Linked DNA regions of Hordeum vulgare: all the other regions are linked to region 2. The links are chromatin contacts, called in public Hi-C maps. All regions are on one chromosome and are shown on one strand. The core of a region is the stretch at or near the end of the contact, and the rest is flanking DNA. Distances in the headings are between cores, read along the strand shown. Region 1 has its middle 62 kb from the start of LOC123422833. Region 2 has its middle 7.4 kb from the start of LOC123434077. Region 3 holds the start of LOC123434103 (salt tolerance receptor-like cytoplasmic kinase 1).

What was found. A called contact is a pair of places that touch in the nucleus more often than the background predicts.
Region 1: a Hi-C map of seedling shows a contact between it and region 2, with 9 times the contacts expected there. The contact joins two enhancer-like sites. A contact is called at or near these places in 5 of 6 Hi-C or Micro-C datasets (leaf and seedling).
Region 3: a contact with region 2 is called in a Hi-C map of leaf, with 4 times the contacts expected there. The contact joins the promoter of LOC123434103 here to the enhancer-like site in region 2. A contact is called at or near these places in 5 of 6 Hi-C or Micro-C datasets (leaf and seedling).

What each region holds. Positions count from the first base shown.
Region 1 is chr1H:328,881,047-328,884,971 of MorexV3_pseudomolecules_assembly, reverse strand. No RefSeq gene overlaps it. Among protein-coding and RNA genes, the nearest start is that of LOC123422833, 62 kb to the left of the region's middle. Within about 2 kb of position 1,626, at least 3 of the 3 cell types and tissues checked have open chromatin away from gene starts, as enhancers often do. A contact at or near this core is called in leaf and seedling, where this site is marked.
Region 2 is chr1H:328,651,674-328,655,302 of MorexV3_pseudomolecules_assembly, reverse strand. No RefSeq gene overlaps it. Among protein-coding and RNA genes, the nearest start is that of LOC123434077, 7.4 kb to the right of the region's middle. Within about 2 kb of position 1,297, at least 3 of the 3 cell types and tissues checked have open chromatin away from gene starts, as enhancers often do. A contact at or near this core is called in leaf and seedling, where this site is marked.
Region 3 is chr1H:328,793,287-328,797,291 of MorexV3_pseudomolecules_assembly, reverse strand. It overlaps LOC123434103 (salt tolerance receptor-like cytoplasmic kinase 1), which reads right to left and starts at 1,312. Exons shown (of 2, transcript XM_045115492.1): 1 at 806-1,312; 2 at 1-714. The coding sequence starts at 1,163. The coding sequence ends at 32.

The DNA of each region.
Region 1 (3,925 bases), core at 377-2,876, 230 kb before region 2:
TCTAATGTATACATGTGTATGTAGTTTTTTCAATTAAAAACTCTAAAAAGACTTATATTTAGGTATGGATGGAGTACACTATAAAATAATCATCATTTTTTAATAGATGGTCAATATTTTTCTATAAATATTTAACATTGTTCAAATGCTTGATCATCATTTTTCTAAATACATGATCCAAAAATCATCATCTATTTAATACATAATCAACATTTTTCTATGTATGTATAACATTCTTCAAATGATTGACCAACATTTTTAAAATATATGTATCCCTGGTTGCATGTATTTTTAATTGTGGAAGCAAAGGAAAGAATTTCTTCCCCAATTGCATGTATCCCTTATTTGCCTAGTCGAAATTATTTACTTGTTGTTAATTAACAAACTAGACAAGAGTAATTTCGTTTCAAATCCTCTATAATTTTTTCACACTTCAGATGCAAGCCCAGGTATAAACGTCTATACACTCAAATGTACGAATACACATACACACCCTTTTTGCTATAAGCACCTTCAAAAAGGTTAGTCGACATATCATCTTAAGATTTATATAGTTATTGTTCACGAAAACGTTTCATCTCACTGAACGTACATTATCATAAATTCAAAATGAATTTAAAAATAATCTGAGCACCAAGACTTATAGAGTGATAGCGAGAATACCACCGTGCCTTAAAGTGAGTATTTCCGACGCAGTCACAAACCTCGACTCGTTACGTTTCGGGACCCCATGCACCTCACGCGCACGGCGCACCTGCCCTGCCTCGGGCGAGGCGCGTCCCTGCACAGTGTGCAGTACACCGTCCCTGCCCTACCCTTGTGCCGCACCATCTGTAGTGCGATCTAGGTTGACCAACGACCACCACGAGTCCGAGTGTGTGTGTGTGTGTGAGAGAGGGCGCGCAAGATGCAAGAAGCAAGAAGGCATGGTCCCCTGTGCGGGTGTGGCCAATGATTGCAGCTGGCCAGCGATAAAGAAACCTATCCATGGCTAGCCGGCGTGACGACACATGTCCCTGGCCCTGCGTCACCCGCTCCCCAGCCGACGTATGCGTCGAAGGCTGGCGGTGTCAGGGGGTGGAGTAGCGTCAGGGGTAAAATATTGTTTACGCCATCCGGAAAGCTGCGCTCCTTGTTTGTAAAGGCAGGCAGCACAACTGCATCATCATCAACAACTTGGTGTGCCGACTGCCGATCTGCGCAGCAGGCATGAGCTCATCTCTGCAGTGCCCATGGATCGGATTCGGATAGGCATCATGGCATGGCCGGGTCCCTTCTCGCCCCATCCAAATGGCATGGCGACACATGTCATACTTGTCTTCTGATCCTGCTCGCGCCGTAATACCAGTAGGCAGCAAGCAAAAGGAGGAGGAGACACTAAAATAGCCAAAAAAAGGTATAATACACAGAGTCGGATGGGAGCAGCAGATGCCAAAGGCAAAGGTGAAGCCCAAGCCAAGCAACGAGGCAAAGCAAAGCAGAACCAAAGCCACGCCCCTTTTGCGCGCGCGCATCGCAACTACACAAACCAACGGATGCAATCGCATGTGCCGTGTCGAGTTGTTCGGCCCGTCGCCTCTCCCTCGCCCCCCGGAGAGCGTGGCGTGCACCCACACAGCATGGCGTGGGTGTAAAGCGGCGGCCCGGCCACATGGCGCCTCCGGCATCATTCGCGCGCGGGCCCCTTGCCCGTTGTCGACGACGACGGATGATTGGTTCCGTCCCTGGCATGCAGCTCCGTCGAGATCGATCGTTGGATGTGTGGGCGGTTGGCTCCGGAGTTATCACGCATGGGCCCTTGTATTCTCGTATTCATGTGTGTATCTTCTCTCCGTCTCCGTGGTCTCTGTACTAGACGGCTCGGAAACCGTCGTGCATTATTGGGGGTCGTTAGATGCGCCAACGCTGCGCGTTTTTTCTCGATCTGTCAGTCTGTCTGTTCCTGAGTGCGTGACAGCGTGAGCGTTGGCCTCCTTTTGCCAGGATCCAGCGCTGGGTTTGGAGCAGCGCCGGGCGCGGCACGTGACGCGTGACGGCATCAGCGGTGGCACGCGCACATGCATGCATGCCGCCGCCTCGTCTCCCGTGGGTGGGCGCCAAGATTCAAATGTGTTTGCGGATGTGATCGGGATTCGGGATTGGGGGTCGGGAGCAGCAGCGGCACGATCGGATCAGAGGCTGGCGGTCCAATCCTTGCGTCACGGGATGGCCCACCGGGAATAATTCTGCACTGCCCCGGCAGGCCCGAAGTCCAGTGAGCCGCCGGAGCTCCAGCACGATGTCAGCCAGGAACAGAGGATAAGGCCTTTTTTTTCTTTCAAATAAGTCACTAACTTATAAATTGAAAAGTGCAAAAAGTGATTTATTTTATCAAACAGAACCAACTTATAAGTCACCCTAACTTATAAGTCATAAGTTGCTCCACCCCAACTTAAAACTTATAAATCACCCATTTTTGCATGAAAAGGTGACTTATAAGTCAGATGACAACCAAACAGGCGTGACTTATAAGTCAATGGTTTTAAGTCACGTGACTTATTGAAACCAAACAGGTGTTGGGGAACATCGCATGGGAAACAAAAATTTTCCTATGCGCACAAAGACCTATCATGGTGATGTCCATCTACGAGAGGGGATGAGTGATCTACGTATCCTTGTAGACCGTACAGCAGAAGCGTTAGTGAACGTGGTTGATGTAGTGGAAAGTCCTCACGTCCCTCGATCCGCCCCGCGAACCGTCCCGCGATCAGTCCCACGATCTAGTGCCGAACGGACGGCACCTCCGCGTTCAGCACACGTACAGCTCGACGATGATCTCGGCCTTCTTGATCCAGCAAGAGAGACGGAGAGGTAGAAGAGTTCTCCGACAGCGTGACGGCGCTCCGGAGGTTGGTGGTGATCTTATCTCAGCAGGGCTCCGCCCGAGCTCCGCAGAAACGCGATCTAGAGGAAAAACCGTGGAGGTATGGGGTCGGGCTGCCGTGGCAAAGTCGTCTCAAATCAGCCCTAAAACCTCCGTATATATAGGTGAGAGAGGGGGGGGGGGCCTTGCCTTGGGGCTCAAGAAGCCCCAAGGGGGTCGGCCGAGCCAAGGGGGGAAGGTCTCCCCTTCCAAACCGAATCCAACTTGGTTTGGAAGGTGGAGTCCTTCTTCCCTTTCCCACCTCCTCCCTTTTTTTCTTTTCTCTTTGATTTTCTTCGTATGGCGCATTTGGCCTTCTTGGGCTGTCCCACCAGCCCACTAAGGGCTGGTGCGCCACCCCCAAGGCCTATGGGCTTCCCCGGGTGGGTTGCCTCCCCCGGTGAACACCCGGAACCCATTCGTCATTCCCGATAACTCCGAAAACCTTCCGGTAATCAAATGAGTCGTCGTGACGTCCGTGATCTCATCCGGGACACCGAACAACATTCGGTAACCAACCATATAACTCAAATACGCATAAAACAACGTCGAACCTTAAGTGTGCAGACCCTGCGGGTTCGAGAACTATGTAGACATGACCCGAGAGACTCCTCGGTCAATATCCAATAGCGGGACCTGGATGCCCATATTGGATCCTACATATTCTACGAAGATCTTATCGTTTGAACCTCAGTGCTAATGATTCATATAATCCCGTATGTCATTCCCTTTGTCCTTCGGTATGTTACTTGCCCGAGATTCTATCGTCAGTATCCGTATACCTATTTCAATCTCGTTTACCGGCAAGTCTCTTTACTCGTTCCGTAATACAAGATCCCGCAACTTACACTAAGTCACGTTGCTTGCAAGGCTTGTGTGTGATGTTGTATTACCGAGTGGGCCCCGAGATACCTCTCCGTCACACGGAGTGAAAAATCCCAGTCTTGATCCATACTAACTCAACGAACACCTTCGGAGATACCTGTAGAGCATCTTTATAGTCACCCAGTTACATTGCGACGT
Region 2 (3,629 bases), core at 48-2,547:
TTTTCTTTTTTTGAATATTTGTGCACTGATTAAAAAAAATCGCATTTTGTTCGCCAATTCTAAAATTATTCATGAATTTAAAATGTTCGGGAATTTTAAAAAATATCCTTCATTTTCTAAAAAATATTTGGCATTTCAAAAATTGTACGTAAGTTCAAAAAATCTTCTTGTTTTAAAAAGTGTAAATAAGTTCAAAAAATATTCCCGTTCCAAAAATTGTTCACAAATTTACAAAAATAGTCTATATTTGTAAAATTCTACTGTTTTCAAATTTGTATATAGACTATGAACTAATTTATATTTTCCAAAACTTTTCTGTATTTTAAAAATTGTTCGCCTTACAAATTCTTTCACGTTTTTTTAATTGTTCTCGGTTTAAAATTTTGCTCTCAAAATTGGGAAAAATGTTCGTTCTTTCAAAAATTGTTCGCTCTTTCAAATATATCTGGGGGTTTTCAAAACATTTCTCCTTTTCAAAATTTTGTTCTCAAGATTCAAGAAATGTTCATGTATCTAAAAAATTGTTCGTGCTTCGAAATTTGTTCACATTTTTTTTGTTGCTTCAAAAATTTGTTCTCAAAAGAAAAAAAAATCATGCTTTAAAAATTTGTTCGCGCTTTCAAATATTATTTTTTTCAAAATTGTTCTCCTTCTCAAATTTTTGTTCTCAAGATTTAAAAAATGTACGTGCTTTCAAAACTTGTTTGCTCTTCGAAATTTGTTCACTTTTTTTAAGACTGTACACAGTTTCAAAATTTGTTCTCAAAATTCCAAAAATTGTTCATGCTTTAAAAAATTCCGCGCTTTCAAATTTGTTTGGGGTTTTCAAAATTGTTCTCCTTCTACAAATTTTGTTTTCAAGATTCAAAAAATGTCCGTTCTTTAATAAATTGTTCAAGCTTCCACATTTGTTCACGTTTATGAAAATTGTTCTCAAAATTTAAAAAAATGTTTGTGATTGAAAAATTTGTTTTCAAATTTGTTCAGGGTTTTTCAAAATTGTTCTACTTTTCAAAAAAAAATTCTCAAGATTCAAAAAATGTTCTTGCTTTAAAAAAGTGTTCGCGTTTCCAAATTTGTTCATGATTTTTCAAAAAAATTATTCCAATTCAGAAAAATATTTTTTTTCAAATTAAAAAGGAAAAGGAAAAAGGAAAGAAAAAACGAACCAAAAAAAGAAAATAAACAGAGGAGGAAAAAACTAACAGAAAAAAAAACTAGGACGGCCCAGTAGGGGCGCTCCTGTGGAGATCAATAATTTCGGCTTTTTATTATTGTTATTTTGCGTTCGCTAGTCATGTTTCGTGGCCCGGCCCGGTACGGGGCGCTGCAGGCGCCAGGAGCACGAACGGGGAGCTCCTACCTGCCACTCACAGCGGCCGGCAGCCCTGCGCCGCACAGGGGGGTGCCTGGACTGGGCCGGCCCAATTTAGTTTTTTTATTTCTGTTACTTTTTTCTTCTCTGTTTATTTCACTTTTTTGGTTCGTTTTTTCTTTCCTTTTTCCTTTTACTTTTATCTGAATAAAAACATTTTTCGAATTTTCATAACAATTTCGAAACATCATGAAAAAAATTGGAAGTGTTAACAATTTTTTAAAGCACAAAGATTTTTTAAATCTTGAAAACAAAAATTTTAAAAACCATGAACATTTTTTGAATCCTGAGAACAAAATTGTGAAAAGGAGAACAAAAATTGGTGTATTTGTTTTCCCAAATTCATGATTATTTTGCAAATTTCATGGACATTTTTTCAAATTTAAAATAAATAAAAATTGTGAACTAAATTCAAAACGTAGGTTGTTTTTGAAAGTAAATGGCCGAACAGTCAAATGTTGGTTGAGCAAACAAAGCATGTGCGACAACCGACCGAGCGAGCGAGCATGTTGCATTCATGCGCTGGGCCACGCTAGCGATCGTGTGAGCGCCAGTTTGCTCTGCAGCACGTGAAGCACTGACCTAGACGCGCCGCGACAATTATAGCCAGCTACTTCCGCCTTAACTTTTTTCGTTCTTCCATTTTTAGTTTTTTCGGCCTGGTGAGTTTCTTCTATCTGTATGGCTTGTGAACTAGGTGACGCTCGATCATTCGTTCTATCGCTTCTTGATGTTTTTTCTTGTTCTTTGTTGTCTGTTAATTGGTTGGTCTGGTTTTTATGGTTTTTTATTTATTTCTTTTCTTGTTTTTCTCTACAGTTTACACTTGTTTTCGCCTTTCTTTCTTTTCTATGTGTTTTCTTTACAGTTTTCTTCTATTTTCTTTTCTTTCTTACTTTTTATTGCTTTTCTTTATGGCTTTTTGTTTTTTAACGCTTATTTTCTCCCTTTCTATTTTGTGATTTCTTTACAATTTTCATTGGGTTTTCATTATTATTCTTCACTGTCTTTGGTTTTCATTGTTTATAATATTTAATTTTTTATGTGTGTTCTCCTTACGGATTTCCTCATATCTATAGTTTTTCTTCTCTTATTTTTATGTATTTATTTATGGTTCTCATCAGTTTTCTTTGGCTTACCCTTGCTTTTGTATATTTTCATGTTTCTAATGGTTTTATTTAAGGTTTTCTTTGATTTAATTTTCATTATACACTATGTTCCACAAGTTTCCATTGGTTTCTTTGTTTATGTAATTTTTATGTTTTTTCGTGTTTTTTGTGTTTTCTTTGTTTCCTTCTAGTTTTCTTTGGGTTTTGCGCTTTTCATACACATTGCACATTTTTTATATATGACAAGAATATTTTTATACATTTTTATCAAATACATGGTGAACATTGTTTTAATATAATTTTGTGCTACTTTTCAATACATATTTAGATAAATATGTTAGGAACAATTTTTTATATTCGTTTAACATTTTTAAATACGAGATTTTTTTTATATAAATATTTATGTCTGCCCTTTTCATACATATTGTACTTTTTTATTATATATAAGAAACATCTTTTTTTATACACATTTAAAAATTTTGGAATACATGACACTTTTTTAGATATATGTTTCAATGCCTATGTTTAATGCAAATTTTACATTTTCTTGTACACAAGAATCATTTTCTACAGATATAATTTTTTGCAAGAATATGATTAAAACATTTGAATATACATTTCGAAGTCTTCTGTTTTGGTATGAAATATATTTTTATATAAGACAACATTTAAATGCAAGAATATGATTGAAACATTTGAATATACATTTCGAAGTCTTCTGCAGTGGGAAAGCGTATTTCTAGAAATACGCCTTCACTTAAAACTGCGCGGGCCCGGGGTTGACTCCTTCTCTCACTGAGAGGTGGGGCCCTGCCCCATCTCTCTCTCTCTCCTCCCGTCTTCTTCTTCCTCCAGCTCGCCCGCAGGACAGAGAGGAGGCGCTGGCGCTGGGGTCTGCCAGGGCGGCTCCGGTCACCATGGCCCGAGGGAGAGGCACCGGTGGGCTCGGGGCAAGGCGCCGCCTCCATCCCAGCACGACCGGGACGCCGAGGGGAGCCAGAGACGCGACGCCAACGACGGCCACGACAATTCTGGCCCGAAATTGGAGGGGGTGGCGGTGCACGGGCACCTAGTGGAGGGCAGAGGTGCGGATGGAGAGGAGGGAAAGGGCGAGGACGTCGGAATCGTTCGAGGGGAACGGCGGC
Region 3 (4,005 bases), core at 63-2,562, 140 kb before region 2:
ATCCGGATCTAGCGCCTACGGCCCTCGTGGATCACAGCTTCCCCTGGCCGTCCGATCCTCTCCCCACGGCCAGGATGGAGCCCTGCGCGCTCTGCTCCAGGGTGCGCACCACGTCGCCCATGGACGGGCGGAGGCTCGGGTTCTGCCCCACGCACGACGCCGCCAGCGCGGCCACGGCGGACGCCTCGCCCGCGTCGTACGCGCTCCCCAGCCTCTCGTCCACCAGCATCCGCGCGTCGCCGGCGGCCTTGAGCCGCGGCGCGAGGACGGCGGTCAGCAGCCGGCCTTCCACGGGGCAGAAGGCCTCCATGCCGGTGAGGAGCTCCAGGAGGAGGACGCCGAAGCTGTAGACGTCCGTCTTCTTGGTGACCACGCCGGAGCGGATGTAGTGCGGGTCGACGTATCCCGGGGAGCCGAGCATGGTGTGCGCCGACGACCGCGGGCGGACGGCGGCGGAGAACCCCATCCGCGCCGACCCGAAGTCGCAGAGCTTGGCGGACATGGACGCGTCCAGGAGCACGTTCGACGCCTTCACGTCGCCGTGCACCACCTGCGGCTCGCACCGCTCGTGCAGGTACTCGAGCGCCTGCGCCACCTGCACCGCCACCGACACCCGCCGCGCCCACGGCATCGCCCCCGCCGCCTTGCCCCCGCCGTGCAGCTTCTCGTACAGGTTCCCGTTCGCCGCGAACTCCAGCACCAGCACGCCCTCGTCTGCATCCACCAAACCCACAAACACAATTCAGCTTCCAGCGTTCAGCTTCCAGCTTTCAGCACGACGACGACGCGGGAATAAAGCACGCACCTTGCTGCTCGCAGAAGCCGAGGAGGCGGACGATGTGCGGGTGGCGGACGCGGAGGAGCGTCTCGAGCTCCTGGCGGAAGACGCGGTGGATGCGCTCGCTGCTGCGGTGGACCTTGACGGCGGCGAGGGCGCCGGAGAGGCGCGCGAGGTAGACGGTGCTGAACCCGCCCTCGCCCACCACGGCGGAGGTGAACCCGCCCGTCATCCGCTCCACCTGCGCCCACGACAGCTGCCGCGTCCCGGCCTCCTCGCCCCCTTTGCCCCCGCCGCGCTCCGGCTCGTCGTCCACCTCCATGTCGCCGCCGTCGGCCGCATTGGCCCCGCAGCCGCAGCAGAAGAACCTCAACCTCTGCCCCATGGTTCCTCGCTGGTTCCTATGGATTTCTTGCAAACGCACACGACTGACACGAGACGAGACGAGCCGAGCCGAGCCGAGAGGGAGGGAGGCTTGCGTATTGCGGAGAGGAGAGGAGAGGAGAGAAGGGGATGTACTCCTACTTGGTGTGGAGTAGAGAGGCTTATATATAGGTGGGTGCGGGGAATTTAGATTTGGTGGGGGTGTGAACTGTGAAGTGCCAACATTATGTTGCAGGGTGTAGAACCAGAACCAGAACCATCTCGCTGTGGCTGGCACCCGGGCCCACCATTCTCACTCACTCACTCATACCCTTCCAAGAATCCAATAATAAAAGAAATAAGTATTACGTACTACTCCTACACGAAATCTGTCATGGGCTCACCCTCCCTCGTCCCTGGAGGGCTGGAGCTTTCCAATACTAGATTAGATTACACCGGACGGGAATAATGGTCCTTTTTGCGGGGGCGAAATAATTGGATCAACACATGGACGATAACATGCGGATTTGCGTGCAGCCTTGGCTCGAAAACAGATTATTGGCGTGTTAGATTACAGCTGAAACGAACGCCAATTATGCGCGAGAGCGGAGCCGAGCGAGCCTCCCTGAACCTGAACGGTTAGGGCTTCCTCCAAGGTCCAGGATGTCTCGCAACTACTACCACTGATATGACTTGGTGGTAAGGTACACCTGACAATGCCGCGCCAGTCTCCAGAAAAGGCTTCGTCGTGCCATTTACATTTGTCGTTGCCGAGGCATCATCAACAGATCAAGATCAAATCGGAGAGGAACTTGTACACTCGCTGAAATTCAATTCATGGTTTAGTTGCTCTCTTTCTTTCTTTCTTTCTTTTCTCTGTGAAGCTTCATCCGTCGTAAAGGCATCGGGCTTCGGTGCGATGTTACATTAGTGTCTGTACACACCGCGGAACGGAAGACGGTGGTCAAGGCCACGCGCAGGGAGAGCGAACGATGAACCGAGACGGAGACGAGGCATGGCAGAGACCAGAGAGTCGTCGTGATAATTGTGCTTTGGTTGCTTGTAGTAATGATGATTCAATTGGGATTAACCGGTGCATGTACAGGAAGGTCCTGAGTTTAATCATCATCACCGACGGGGAGTGGCTTCCCGCGTACTTTGTAGCCGTAGAATGCTACTCCGTAATGCAGATGGAAGTGCAAACTGAATGGTTCGCGTCTCCGCAGAAGCAAGGTTCGCGCTTGCAACCCTGACCAAACGGACAGTTATGTCCTATTTGGTTCCAAATAATTCACCAACTTATAAGTTGAAAAATGTCTCGTTTTTCCGATGAAAATAAATAAATGCCGGCGCTTCAGTCTGTCTCCGTCTCCCAAACCTGAATCCTTTTCTAAAACAAGCAACAGCTACGGGGACGGCAGCGGCAAGTGATGGTCCCTTTTACGTTGGATTCGAAAACAAACATCAAGCTTCGTGCAGCCCACTGAGCTTACGCCTTGGCTGTGTACCGTGTACGTACGTACGTACGTACTTTTAGCTCCAATCTGGGAGCAGAAAGCTGTGCCACTGTGCACTGCAGTAGTGGTAATAATTAAACACGGCTGTGCAGTGGGGGAATGCATGCATGCATGCACGCATCGGATTCCTGAAAACGCATCGCATCTTCACATGAACTCCGCGATCGCGTTCACTGAACTCGGACTGTATGGGCGCGTGTACGTTTTTAAAGGTGAGATTTATTGCATCAGGCAAAGCCATGTCGATGGGTTCTGCGCTGGCACAGCCTATGAGTAAACTTGCAGCTACTTGATGGGTAGCTATTTCGAAATGGCACAGCAGAAAACTAGCATTTACATCACTGAAATAGTGATCTAAAGAGAAATTCACTTTGGCCCATAGGTTTAGATGCTCTAAATACACATTTTAAAAAGTAAAAACAAAAACAAACAAAAAACGTGTGTACATTGGGGCATTATTTGTTCGTGCACAAAAATTCGGTAAAAAAATACATTTTTTGTGGCTTATGTAAAAAAGATATTTTTTGATGCTTAATTATAACTATTCGCAAGACATTTATTTATTTTCATCGGAAAAACGAAACATTTGTTTATCTTTTTTATACATACCATAAAAATGTTCTTTCTTTGCAAAAAAATTCTTCAAACATAGAATGTTCAGATGTACACGCGAAATCACTGTTTTATTTTTTAATATCCTAAAATGTTTTTATATATTTCATAATAGGTGTACCTACATCTATGAGCTAAAGCACCACTCTCTGTTAACACTTTGATATTTTTATAGGGAGGGAGTAATTAAGAACAAAGTTCAGAACAAGAGACCCGAGGTTTTAGCGTAGCCGTTAGAATAAAAATAGGCAAGGACTTGTACTCCCTCAGTCTCGGTGAATAAGTCATCTTACGAAAATCAAATAATCCCAAAACACTTAGGCACGATGCATTAACTTTCCGTGTGGGTAGTCATCTTACGAAAATCAAATAATCCCAAAACACTTAGGCACGATGCATTAACTTTCCGTGTGGGGAGTCATCTTACGAAAATCAAATAATCCCAAAACGCTTAGGGACGGCTAATGACGAGTCGCAGACGCATTGTTGTCGCCGCTCCCCTGCCGAAGCGGGTTTGACCTTGTCAATTAGAAAAAAATATGCATATGCCCTAAGGTCCATCGTCCCAGAGTAGCAGTCATCAAACCCTGTTTTCGTACACACACCACGAGAAACCCTAACTTTCCCTCCGACAAGACGAGATGAAGCTACCCTGAAGCACCATCGACTCTGTCCAAATGGACGAACTCAAGGAGGATCGAAGCTCCGAAGAACAGCTCGAATATCGCGGTCACT